Linked DNA regions of Mus musculus: region 2 is linked to region 1. A link is a contact called in public Hi-C data. All regions are on one chromosome and are shown on one strand. The core of a region is the stretch at or near the end of the contact, and the rest is flanking DNA. Distances in the headings are between cores, read along the strand shown. Region 1 overlaps Fam155a (family with sequence similarity 155, member A). Region 2 has its middle 45 kb from the start of Lig4.

The links. Hi-C and Micro-C count contacts between places; a contact is called where the count stands out from the background.
Region 2: a contact with region 1 is called in a Hi-C map of cerebellum, with 2.7 times the contacts expected there. The contact joins two enhancer-like sites. A contact is called at or near these places in 7 of 484 Hi-C or Micro-C datasets (cerebellar granule neurons, cerebellum, cerebral cortex and 2 more).

What each region holds. Positions count from the first base shown.
Region 1 is chr8:9,457,993-9,464,127 of GRCm38.p6, forward strand. The region is part of intron 1 of Fam155a (family with sequence similarity 155, member A); the gene reads right to left. Among named protein-coding and RNA genes, the nearest start is that of Gm39128, 290 kb to the left of the region's middle. Within about 2 kb of position 2,794, at least 7 of the 459 cell types and tissues checked have an H3K27ac peak or open chromatin away from gene starts, as enhancers often do. A contact at or near this core is called in cerebellum, where this site is marked.
Region 2 is chr8:9,927,837-9,933,908 of GRCm38.p6, forward strand. No RefSeq gene overlaps it. Among named protein-coding and RNA genes, the nearest start is that of Lig4, 45 kb to the right of the region's middle. Within about 2 kb of position 2,370, at least 16 of the 459 cell types and tissues checked have an H3K27ac peak or open chromatin away from gene starts, as enhancers often do. A contact at or near this core is called in cerebellum, where this site is marked.

The sequences.
Region 1 (6,135 bases), core at 1,544-4,043:
GAATTTGGAGCTTGCCAATTTCACCTACTCTAGCTGGCCAGCTTGCCTGGGGACCCCATGTCCCTGCCTCCTGCCTGCTGGGATTACTCTTGACTACCACGTCTTCCTGGCTTACTTGAGGCTCAATATGAGACCAGATTCTCAGGCTTGTCCAGCAAGCATGGTCCCTCTCCCCAGCTCCCAGATACAAATGGGGTAACCAGAAAGTTAGTCACTTTTGCTAAGCTGCCACTGTTCTAACCAGAATTCACAGACACAGAGTGAAACTTTGACATGTCTGCTGATGGATATTTATTCATTTCATTCTGTGTATTGAAGGTTGGCTAAAAACATGAAATGACTTAATATGTTTTTGCATGTGGGGCTCTGCTTTATGGTGTTAGTGATATTAACTGTTAAGTGTATGTAATATGAGAACTATTGTCTCTCGAGGGAGATACCCGAGCCTCACGTGGCTTTGCCAATGGGGTGCTTAGGAAAAGCTGGGTCCCTTCAAGACCGGAAGCTTCCCGATGTAAAGTCATACTACAGCCAGTAAATAATAACGTCCACGTGAAAGACAAACATCAGCCGGGTGACCTGCTGTAACGCAACACCACATGGTATTAGTTGAATTTGATTGAAGTCAGTTCGTTTTCCAATCATCTTACTTTTAAATAAATCACCAAGAAAACTCTTCATGGAAGGAAGGAAGGAAGGAAGAAAGGAAGGAAGGAAGGAAGGGAGGGAGGGAGGGAGGGAGGGAGGGAGGGAGGGAGGGAGGGAGGGAGGGAGGGAGGACTTACAGGACTCCTTACACAGTGCCACATCGGAGGCGCGATGCCTCAGAATGAGACTGTCTGTGGCAGCAGGGCAGGGAGGCAATTACTGACTCTGCCCGGTGACCGTTATTCATCACTGTCGAAGATGCTGCGTGGCAGAGAGGTTTTGGTCTCGCTAACTTAGTTTGTGTTATTATTTGACCTTTTTAGTTTGAAAACTCCGAACGGCCTGTTCTTTGTGATGTTTTTGTACCATGAATCTCTATCCTACTCCTTCTCTAAACACTCAGCCAGCCACATTGACTTCCTCCCTCTGAAGAGACGGAACTGTGGGGAAAGAACCCTCTGGTCAAGGCAGCCTGTCTTCCGTGTCGTTAGCAGGGTTAGTTAAGGCCGACCGCTGTCTTTGTACTGCAGGAGGGACTCACCTTTCAACAGTGAAATTTGGAAGATGTTAGTAAAGACAAAGGAGAAGTATCGCTTCACACTTATACAAATGCTGGGGCTCTGAACAGAGACCTGAGTCCTCTTCTTCGTTCTTTCCCTGCTTTAGGAAGTGGCAGGTCCCGTGGGAGGATAGATGGAAGCATCTGAGGACTTGCTAAGCCAGGGAGAAGTTTGGACTTGTAGGAAGAACTCAAGCTAAAAATGGAGCAGCCGGTCAAAGCTGTCTGTCCTTCCTTCACTTCTTCAAGAACTGTACAGAGGAAATGAAGAGAAAGGGTCCCCATACACCCGTGCTCCAGGAACTAACACTGCAGACAACCATAGACCTCTGCTGTCTACAGAAAGTTCCAAAGGACACACGCTAATGAGCTTCACTAATCATCCATTATCCGTCATTCATTTATTTTCCACAGTTGCTTCCCTGAGAGATCCAAAGCCTGTTCTCTTTACCTTGTCACTTCTCTGAAAAGGTGCAGGAGATGCTCTCTCAAAACCAGAATTTAACATCACCTCCTTGACAGCCACTCATTCTGTCAATGTCTCCTGGCATTGGTGTGTTTTCCTCTTGTTAATTGGCCTTTGCACCTAGGAAAAGGTTTGAAACTAAGAGCCTACAGTGTTAAGGGAAGACATATAATAGTGTATATGTATTATACACTATCCACTGTGGCAGTTTGGAAGAAGATTGGAAGTTGATTTTGTGTGCTGAATCCTGCTTTTTCGTTCAGGGTGTAAGATATATCCTTACTATGACATAACAAGTTGAACTTCAGATGCAAACCCTGGTTTGTCTGATGTAAAGCCTGCATTCTTACCCAACCCTCTTAGCTTTCAACTCCAGTATAACCAAATCACCGGCTAGATGATAAGATATAAAGAAGCAGAAGTTGTCAGGCTTAGACATCATAGTCCTTCGGTAGGTAATACATATTGTCTTCATAGTTCAGCAGTTCTAAACAATGGGGGCTTTAGTGTATGTTTCCTGTGGATGGTGCAGACGTAGCCCCGAGTACGGAAAGATCATTGCTAGGTGCTCCAGGGACAGGTAACACCTGCTGTCCGGGGTTCATAAGCTTGTTGTTAAAGTGTCTCTCTGAGTGACATTTTGCTCATTTGCAACATTTTAGAAGTAGACACTCATCTCTGAACAGAAACTTGGCTCGCACGTATAAAATAAGTACAGTTTGACCACCACAGAAACCACTCCCAATGAAGAGACAACCTTTTTAGGCATGAAAAGTGTTTTGAGGAGAAGATGATTTGAGTTAGGGAATGAATAGACATCATTAGCAACTTATCTTTGGAATCAATATAATACATTATACATTAAACAGTACAAGAGAACGTATGATGCCATACACCACGGAAGGCAGAATGTATGAGCACTAACCCATTTAGTCCTTATGAAGGCTCACGTGGCAGTTACTGCTGTGACTTAAACAATGGGAATGGGAGCAGAGTATAAAGCAGAGAAACTTGCCTGAGATCTGATAAATGTGTTATCAACAAGGACTAGCTTGAAACCATCTCCATCCACTGCAACGCTCTCAATCCCAGCTGTCACAATTATCACTAATAACACAGTGTTGTTACACAGACTTGTTGTGACACAGCCACTGAGAGGGTGTGACACAACCCAGTTCTGGACACAGTACAGTGGGATCTTGCTTCATCTCCTCACCATCTGCTGAGCCCTGGGAGCTTCTCATATCCAATGCTGGACAGCTACTCTTTGGAACCTAGCAGTGGAAATGGTCCCTCTGCTCTCACTGTGTGAAGACAGACTAGGAAGAAGAAATAACTCCAGGTCTTTAAGACTGAAAGAAAAAGTAGCCCCACTTATTTAGAAGGAATGGTACCCTTGGCATGGTCTGTGGTATAAAAGGAACCGAGAAAGCCTCACAGGAAGGACAATGAATGGGATATTTTGGGCTAAGTGGAATGTGATAAAAAGCGTGACACATTTTCAGGATGGCCCAACCCAGGTGGTTCTGGCAATAAAGTGAAAATATTCTTTCTGAAGCTGTTGGGCATTGCCTGCGGGGTTTTAAGGGGTGGCGGGGGGGGGGGGGGAGAGGCTTGACAGAGCTCTTGTAAAATGGATGAGTCACAAGGGCTTTGTTAACCTGCAGAATTTTAGGGGGAAAAAAACCTCTTGGTGGCGCTCTTGTGAAATGACTTGGGCATAGAGGCTCTGACTTTGGAAATGGAACCATCTCCTGGAGGATTAAATCCTCAGAGGTGCTACTGGGAAGCTGTGGAGACCTGTGTTGCTCCAGGTTGAAGGGAGCCTGCCACCAAAGGTATGTTCCCTCTGCTTCCTTCCCCTCCCCTGTCTTTCCTATCCTTCCTATCTGTCTGTCTGTCTGCCTATCATCATCTATCTATCATCTATCTATATACTTATCATAATCTGTCATCTATTTATCATCTACTTATTTCTATTATTTATTATCTATCAATCATCTTCTGTCTTTTCTCCTCTCTCTCTCTCTCTCTCTCTCTCTCTCTCTCTCTCTCTCTCTCTCTCTCATCTCTATCTTTTCTTGACCACCACAATCTCATGAACTTTAATCCATAATGTCCTTTGTAGAAGTTCTGCCTTGACACAAGCCCACAGCAAGGAGGAGGTAGCCAATCATGGGATAAAACTTACAAAACCAGGAACCCAAAGGCCTCCCACCCCATCAAGTCTTCTTCTTCAGGTGCTTCGTCTCACTGATACAAAAGCAAAAGCAAAACCAACCAACCAAACAACAACAACAACAACAAATACCCAATCTAGATATTTTCTCTAAATCCACATAGCACACAATGAACAAGGGAGTTTCATTTTATTTGACAAACGAACTGAGCTTTTCATGAATTGATTAAAATGTCCTGCTTTCATAAGCAGCTTCCAGATACGATGAAATAAAAAAAAAAAAACAATTTAAGAAATATTGTGTGCACAGCAATCCCATTTTAGAAATACACATCATGATTGTGCCCACTCTCATCACAACAGGTTAAACCAGAACGAGTTTGATACTGTTCCTAATCTTCACTTTTGGATGTTTTAGTTTTTTAAGTGTATGAATATTCAGCCTGCATGTGTGTATGTATGTGTACCATGCGAGTGCAGTGCCTTCAGAGGCCAGAACAGTCCATCGGATCTCCTGGAGCTGAGAACTGAACCTGGATCATCTAGAAGAGTAGTAAGCACTTTTCACCACTGAGCCATCTCCCCGGAACCTACTCCTACTCATCAATCAAGCAATGGCCACCGTGACTCCTGACTAACCATGAGGCCATTTGCTGAAGCGTTCTCCAGGTAAAGAGGCAACTTCGTGTTCTAACTGCAAGACTCAATATGAATCATGCAGTAAACCCTAGATTTAAGATGCTGAAAATTTAATTATTTTAGATGAACTTTGAAGGTTTTACAACGAAAGGGTCTCATGAGGATTAGGATAATGTGTATCTGTGTATAGCCTATGGCATTCTTCCATGGCTGTGAAATACATAGGAAGAGATTCTTTTTTGTTTTGTTTTGTTTGTTTGTTTTTTGTTTTTGTTTGTTTTTTTTCCTTTTTTTTTTTTTAATTACTGTGAGCATCCACTTCTGTATTTGTCAGGCACTGGCATAACCTCATACGAGACAGCTATATCAGGATCCCTTCAGCAAAATCTTGCTGGCATATGCAATAGTGTCTGGGTTTGGTGGCTGATTATGGGATGGATCTCTGGACAGCAGATGCTGGCGAGGATGTGGAGAAAGAGGAACACTCCTCCATTGCTGGTGGGATTGCAAGCTTGTACAACTACTCTGGAAGTCAGTCTGGCAGTTCCTCAGAAAACTGCACATAGTACCACTAGAAGATCCAGCAATACCTCTCCTGGGCATATACCAAGGTATTCCAACTGGTAATAAGAACACTATAGTAATGCTCCACTATGTTCATAGCAGCCTTATTTATAATAACCAGAAGCTGGAAAGAACCCAGATGCCCCTCAACAGAGGAATGGATTCAGAAAATGTGGTACAATTAAACAATGGAGTACTACTCAGCTATTAAAAACAGCGAATTTATGAAATTCTTGGGCAAATGGATGTATCTGGAGGATATCATCCTTAATGAGGTAACCCAATCACAAAAGAAGTCATTAGATATGCACTCACTGATAAATGGATATTAGCCCAGAAACTTAGAACACCCAAGATATAATTAGCAAAACACAAGAAAATCAAGAAGAGAGAAGACCAATGTGTGGATACTTCATTCCTCCTTAGAATAAGGAACAAAATACCCATGAAAGGAGTTACAGAGACAAAGATGGGAGGTAAGATGAAAGGGTGGACCATCCAGAGGACATTCTTAACTGTTCCTATTTCTTAAATATTTTAATTACTTTTAATATTTTAATTAAAGTAATTTAAAATTTTAATTTTAATTTAAATTTTTAATATTTAGGTAAACTTGTATATTATGTATATAGTATATATGTTTAAGTATGTATGTCTGTATGTTTGTGTATATAATGTATGTATGTGTGTATGTTCATGTACATTTATGTATGTATTTTGGTAAATGTGTATAGTGTGTGTATGTTTATGTATGTTTATATTGTACTGCTCTTTGATCTTATTTAGGGGAATGTGTGTTCTATTTAGTATAAAACATGTTCAAAGTATATTTTCAAAACCTATCATAACTTTTTGCAAGTTAGGTAAGATATATTTAAAACTTAAGAGAGGAAAAAAAGACTTACTCAAGTAAAGAATGGCCAACAATGCCTGAGGTCAACCCCTCCTGTATTGCTGTGGTTGATTTCTATAAGTTTAAAATGAAGCTAAGACTTAGTGCCCATTCAAGAGCACAGTTTGGACTTTGGGGAACATTATTTGTTCAAGAGAGATCCAGGAATCTTATGCAGAAATCAGCAC
Region 2 (6,072 bases), core at 1,120-3,619, 470 kb after region 1:
AAACAGGGTCTTAAGAGATGAATTTTAAACTGTAGTCACTTTGATTTCCTATCTAAAGGCAGTTTTTTTTTCATCCAAGGACTAAACTGCATGATGTTTATGGTAAAGGGTCATGCATGGCCTGTCCTCGGGTATCATTCACCCAGATACTCTATGCTTTAAAGGAACCTTTATATTTGGGACAATAGCCTTGTAGAAGCTTGTGGCACAGTTAGTGCCTAGTGTCTACCTTGAAATAGCAGATATTCTTTAACATCTGGAGTGTGTGGTCACTTGCTTATGAGAGTGTATTGCTTTGCAATATTATCACAATCTATCATGATTATCTCTCAGACTTGTGGCCTTGAGCTAGGTGCTCTGTATCTGGCTCCTTTATCTGATTTCTGTAAATGACCCACAGTCAGGACTCCACGTGGTTAAAAGGTATCACTGCAAGAGAATCTAAATTTATCTAGTTGAGACAGAACTCACTGAGGACACAGAAAAAAGAAAGCATACACATAAATAAACTTAACTAACAAATAAATAAATTAGAACTTAAGTGAAAGTGACAGTTTATATAATACTTGGTGATACATAATGGAATTGAAATCTTTCTGAGGAATCAACAACTTGGAGGTGACAGAAAGGACACATATTTCCAGAACGGCGTCCCTCTTTTACTTTCACTTCAGCATTTCAAAAAGTAAGCACCTTAAAAATGCGTCCCCCATGGAAGGATGTAAATGCCACATGGCAGAATGTCATCCTCATTCTGCATAGCCTATGGTTGGATTATTCTGACTCAAATGGAACTTCCCTCAATGTGCTGGAAAGGTATGAAGGCGTAACTTTCAAACAGACCAATGAAGAGAATCTTGTGCAATCAAAAAACACTGATGAGTGAGCATACATTCAGTGCTGCTGTGTAGTCTAGGTGTGTGCATGTGCACACATGAGTGTATGCATGGGTGTGCATATGCATGCGTGTGCACACACATACATGTGCATGTTTGTGTGTGTGTGTGTGTTTATTTAATTCTACTGGAATGGATATTGTGCCTGTATGCAGGTCTGTGCATCTCATAAACGCCTGCTGCTCATGAAGGGTATTCTTCTAGAGTGTGGAATTCTCTGAAACTGGAGATCGTGAGCCATCATGTGGATGCTAGGAATTGATCCAAACTTCCCTGAAAGAGCAACAAGTGCTCCTAACCACTGAGCAATCTCTCTAGCTTCTGGGGCGGTTTTTTTTTTTTTTTTTAATTTGAAATTGTAAGGAGAACGTTCATAGAAAAAAAAAAAAGTAACATTGTACCACCTAAGAAATGATTGTTAAAATAAAAAGGAAAAACAGTCAGTAAACAAATAAAACAAAAATGATTCCCATGTGAAAAAAAAAAGGTTATAAGGGACCTAACACAACATAAAGAAAGGAGTCTAATGAAGGGCAATGGGAATATTGAACAAATCACATAAAACAGAGCATCCCCTGGATCCTCAGTATCCAGCGGATCAGCAGAGGTCCTGGGGCCTGCGAGATGCTCGGCAGGTAAAGAGATGTGCTGCCAAGCCCAGCGCGCGGAGTTACACACACACACACACACACACACACACACACACACACATGCACACGCACACGCACACACACACACACGCGCGCACACACACACACGTACAAAAACATAGATCTCAGCCCTGGTAGTCATCTCCTTTCTGGAGCTATGAAATGGGGGCATTGGAGCCTGGGGAGGCTAAGGAAAGTCTCCAGCTATGTGAAGATGGGTTGGGACAGTCACGGAGCATGGAGAGTAATGCCAGGGACAGCCTGAAACAAACACCAGGTAGGGTGAAGCCCTGGGAATGACACAGCCTGGGTGCACTAGAGCCAGGACCTGAGGCTCCTCCATGCCACACTTCTACCCATCAAATCCAATACTGCCTTCAAGTGAGTCTTCCTTAACTTAAAATACAAAATATTCTAAGGAATGCGCATGAAAGCCGATATTTTCTCAAACCATTTCCTTTTTTTTCTCTCTTTTTTAAAAAAAAATATCTTACAGACTGCTTTAGAGTCATCCACAGACAGCTCCAAATTATGGAAATCCGCAGTTATAAAACAGGAAGAAACTCCTCTACTTATAAATAATTCATGATGGGACTCCACTGCATTATAATCTACCCCGGTATATTTTAAGTGGAAACTGAGTTATAAACGATGTCTATTCTCTTAATGTACTAGCCTTTGACTCTGAGGATCCCACAGTGAGTGAAGTTTTTTTATATGAATTGTCTCCCTCAATCTAGGAAAGCGAACACAGCTGGTGTGGGCCAGGAGGATGCTTTTAGGAGCTGACGTCCATCCTCAGCCAGATGACACTAATACTGGCTGGCTTTGCCGTCTTCCACAGTCATGCCGGTGGCATATGTCCAGGGTACCACTCACTTGTCACCCTGTCTCCTACACTGCAAACCCCACACACTGTCTGGCGACCACACAGGTTCTGCAGCCTCGCTGCCAAGTGAGTTTTGGACTTCTCGGGAGACAGATTGAGCTTAAAAGTGCCCACACGTACTGAAGCTACAACATTTGGGAGGGAATTTAAACACGTGGAGTCTTTGGTTTAACATGAGAAAGTGGGAATAATAAACACCCACATGCTCTAAGTGGTGAACAAGAAGACTCTCTGCATCCGATTACTATTCTATAGCCCTGTCTGAGCCGCATCAGTCCTTCTTTTCCCCTATTCTGCTAATTTATAAGCCTGATCATCTATTTCCCAAGTGTAAAATCTCTCAAGGACTCCTTAAAGAATACAGATTAGTCCTTGGATCAGGGTTTTCAAGCCTGTGCATGCCCTGGCCTAACCCCTGACTCACTTCTGCTCTCTTGGCCATCTAGAAATGTCAGATGCACCCATGGCTACAAAGCACAGATCCCAACTTAAACAGCCCAATATTTCCTAAATACAACTGAACTTCAGTACCCAGGCACTGTTCTCAGAGTGCATACATAGGCTACTTCCTCTGTCCCCTCTGATTGATGTAAATCTTCTCAAAGCCCCAGCTTGGTTTTGCAATTCAGGACTGTCATTTTCAAGAAACACGGAGTCATCCTTTGAAATGTGAGCATCAGGAAAGCAGCCCTGCATCTATCAATGCCTCTTTAACATGCCCTTCTATGTTTACCACAGACCCCCGGAGTATGTTTTAAAAATAAGATACAGAACAGTTTAGTATAATAGTTGCAGAAACACAAAAAACAAAGGCAAAAGATGCAAGATGAATTCATGAGTATTGAGAACTGTATTAGTTTCTTCTGTATCGTTGTGATCAAAACACCAAATGAGAACACTTTATCAAAAAGTGATTTCCGCAGTGTCTCACAAGCAGCTATGGCAGCTTGGACTCATGCACTTGAGCAAAATGCAATGGTGGCATGTGTGCAAAAAAGAAGCAGCCCTCTACCTCATGGAGGACAGAAGGCAGAAAGAGGAAAGATGGGCCATGTGTGAGCTCTGCAATTATCTCTACCAGTCACCTACTTCCTCCAGGTAAGAACTTATATTAGCAAGGATTTTCTAGAGAAACAATTTATAGAGTAGATATATAGATAGATATATAGATAGATAGATAGATAGATACATTAATAATTCGTAGATACATGGCTACCTAGATGATTTAGATTAGATAGAGATAAAGGATTTATTAGAATGGCTTACAGGTTTTGGTCCAGCTAGTCGAACAATGGCTGCCAAACAATGGAAGGACCAAGTATTCAAGGCTGGATGGCTTTCCTGGTTTTTAGTATCCATCAGAATCCCAAAGAAGTAAGCTTTAATGCTAGTGAAGGAATGGAGTTGCTGGCCAGAGTGAGGGCAAACAGGCAAAGAGAAAGAAAGCAGGCTTCTTTCTTTTAATCTCCTTTATATAGGCTTCTAGCAGAAGGTATAGTTCAGATCAAAGATGGATCTTCACAACTCAAAGATGTAGATAAGAAGTGGATCTCCCCACTTCAAATGACTTAATGAAGAAAAAAAATCTCTCACAGGTTCACCCAGCCATTTCGGTTTTAGTTAATTCCAGGTGTAGTCAAGTTGACAACCAAAAACATCCATCATGGGGTCCACCTCCTTAAGCTTCACCATCTCCCTCAATAGTGCCAGCAGCAAAAGGGCAGCTGCCTCACACATGAGCCAGAGTGGGAATTGTAGGCAAACCACAGGCAAAGGTCTGGGGACATGTCACAAGGGAAAAATGTACTTATTCAAACTTCATAGGTCTTGAATCTGGGTGGAATCTTCCAGGAGTCTGATAGTAAATTACCCAGATGTCCCACTAACCACTGCTTGTTTGCAAGTTTTGACTTAGTAAGGGAACTGCCTCTCAAAGTCTGTCTTCAGGAGAAATTAAAGATAAGTATTTTTTCAGTTAAGCATTTTTTTTGATTTTTTTTAAAAATAATTAAAATTCTACCTGAAGATCTTTGTTTCTCCAAAAATTAATCAGGCTTCTGTATGAAAAATTATCTTTTTATTTATGTATTTCCATCCTCAGTCATTTATGCACATCTAGCATGATGCTAAGTATCTATTTTACACTTTATGTTCTATGATTCCAACTGCCCCAGCCTTGGAATTGACTGTCCTTTGTGTTTTCTCCATTGTCCTTTGGATGTGGCCCCGTTGCTGTGGGTCTCTCTGATACCCTCATGCACCATTTTAGTTAGAGTTTTACTGCTGTGAACAGACACCATGACCAAGACATCTCTTATAAAGGACAACATTATATTTAATTGGGGCTGGCTTACAGATTCAGAGGTTCAACCCATTATCATCAAGATGGGAGCATGGCAGTGTCCAGGCAGGCATGGTGTAGGAGAATCTGAGAGTCCTATATCTTGTTCTCAGGGAAAATAGGAGAATACTGATTTCTGGGCAGGTAGGATGCTAAAGCCCATGCCCACAATGACATACCTACTCTGACAAGGCTACACCTCCTAATAGTGCCACTCCCTGGGCCAGCATATTCAAACCACCACATGCACTTACTCTGCTTCTCCAATAGATGCTCCACCTATTTCCTGCACTGATCCTGGAATTGGCCATTTTCCCAGAAGCCCTTAGCTCCTCTTGTTGGCAACAAGAATTGAAACTAGCTATGCTCTGTGGTGCTGGGACACACTAATTCTCTTATGCCCTCTGAGCTGACAGAGCAAAGAAGTATGCAGCTCTAGTGGGGGTGAGATAGTTCTCTCTTTAGCTTGTGAATTGAGAATAGTTTAATGTTTTGACACTTTCAGAGTTGTGGTCTCTTCTGTCTTGCACACTTCTCAGGGCCTGGCCCTCAAGCTCTCAGATGGCACCGCTGAGAGTCCATGATGTCTATCAGATCCTTCCTTCCTTCATGACAGCTCGTTTCTCTAGTGCTTAGGAAAGTCCCACCTACTCCTCAAACTGAATCTCTTGGACAGTAAAGGCTGAGGGAGGACAAGTGACTCAGACTGCCTAGGTCCTCTCTCCAAGCCCTAGCTGGATTGATTAACAATCTAAATCAAATGTTGCATCCTGACTGCTCTGAGACAGTCTGAAGCAGTGCCCAGCTGTTCCATTCTGATGGGGATTTTAAGCCTTTTGTCCAGCTTTATTTCAAAACCACTAAATGCTGCAGGGGAGCATAGAGTGTAGAATGGCAGGGTCCACACAATGCAGTTGGTTGCTCTCAGGCATTGTTGACCTTCAAGTTCAGTGGCCGGGGTAGATTTCCACTGCTGCTCAGGGTTGCTGTCTTGGCATTTATTTTAGCAGGGAGGTTACCTTACAGGGAGCTTAGAGAATGCTTTAAAATGCCGTGTTTTACATCTAGGATCGGAGACATTTGCTCTGCTAGATACCACCCATCATAGCGAAAATCAGAAACCCCAGCAAGGTGATCTTAAAGCCCACTTTGAGTACCTTATTAATCTGGCTTTAATTGCTCCAGGATGCATTTTCATTCTTAACACAATTCTGTTAGAACAAAACAACAACTGCTTCTTAATAGTCCGTGCCAGCCTTTCCAACTGCCTGCCTGAATGACTTGAAGAGGATCTTT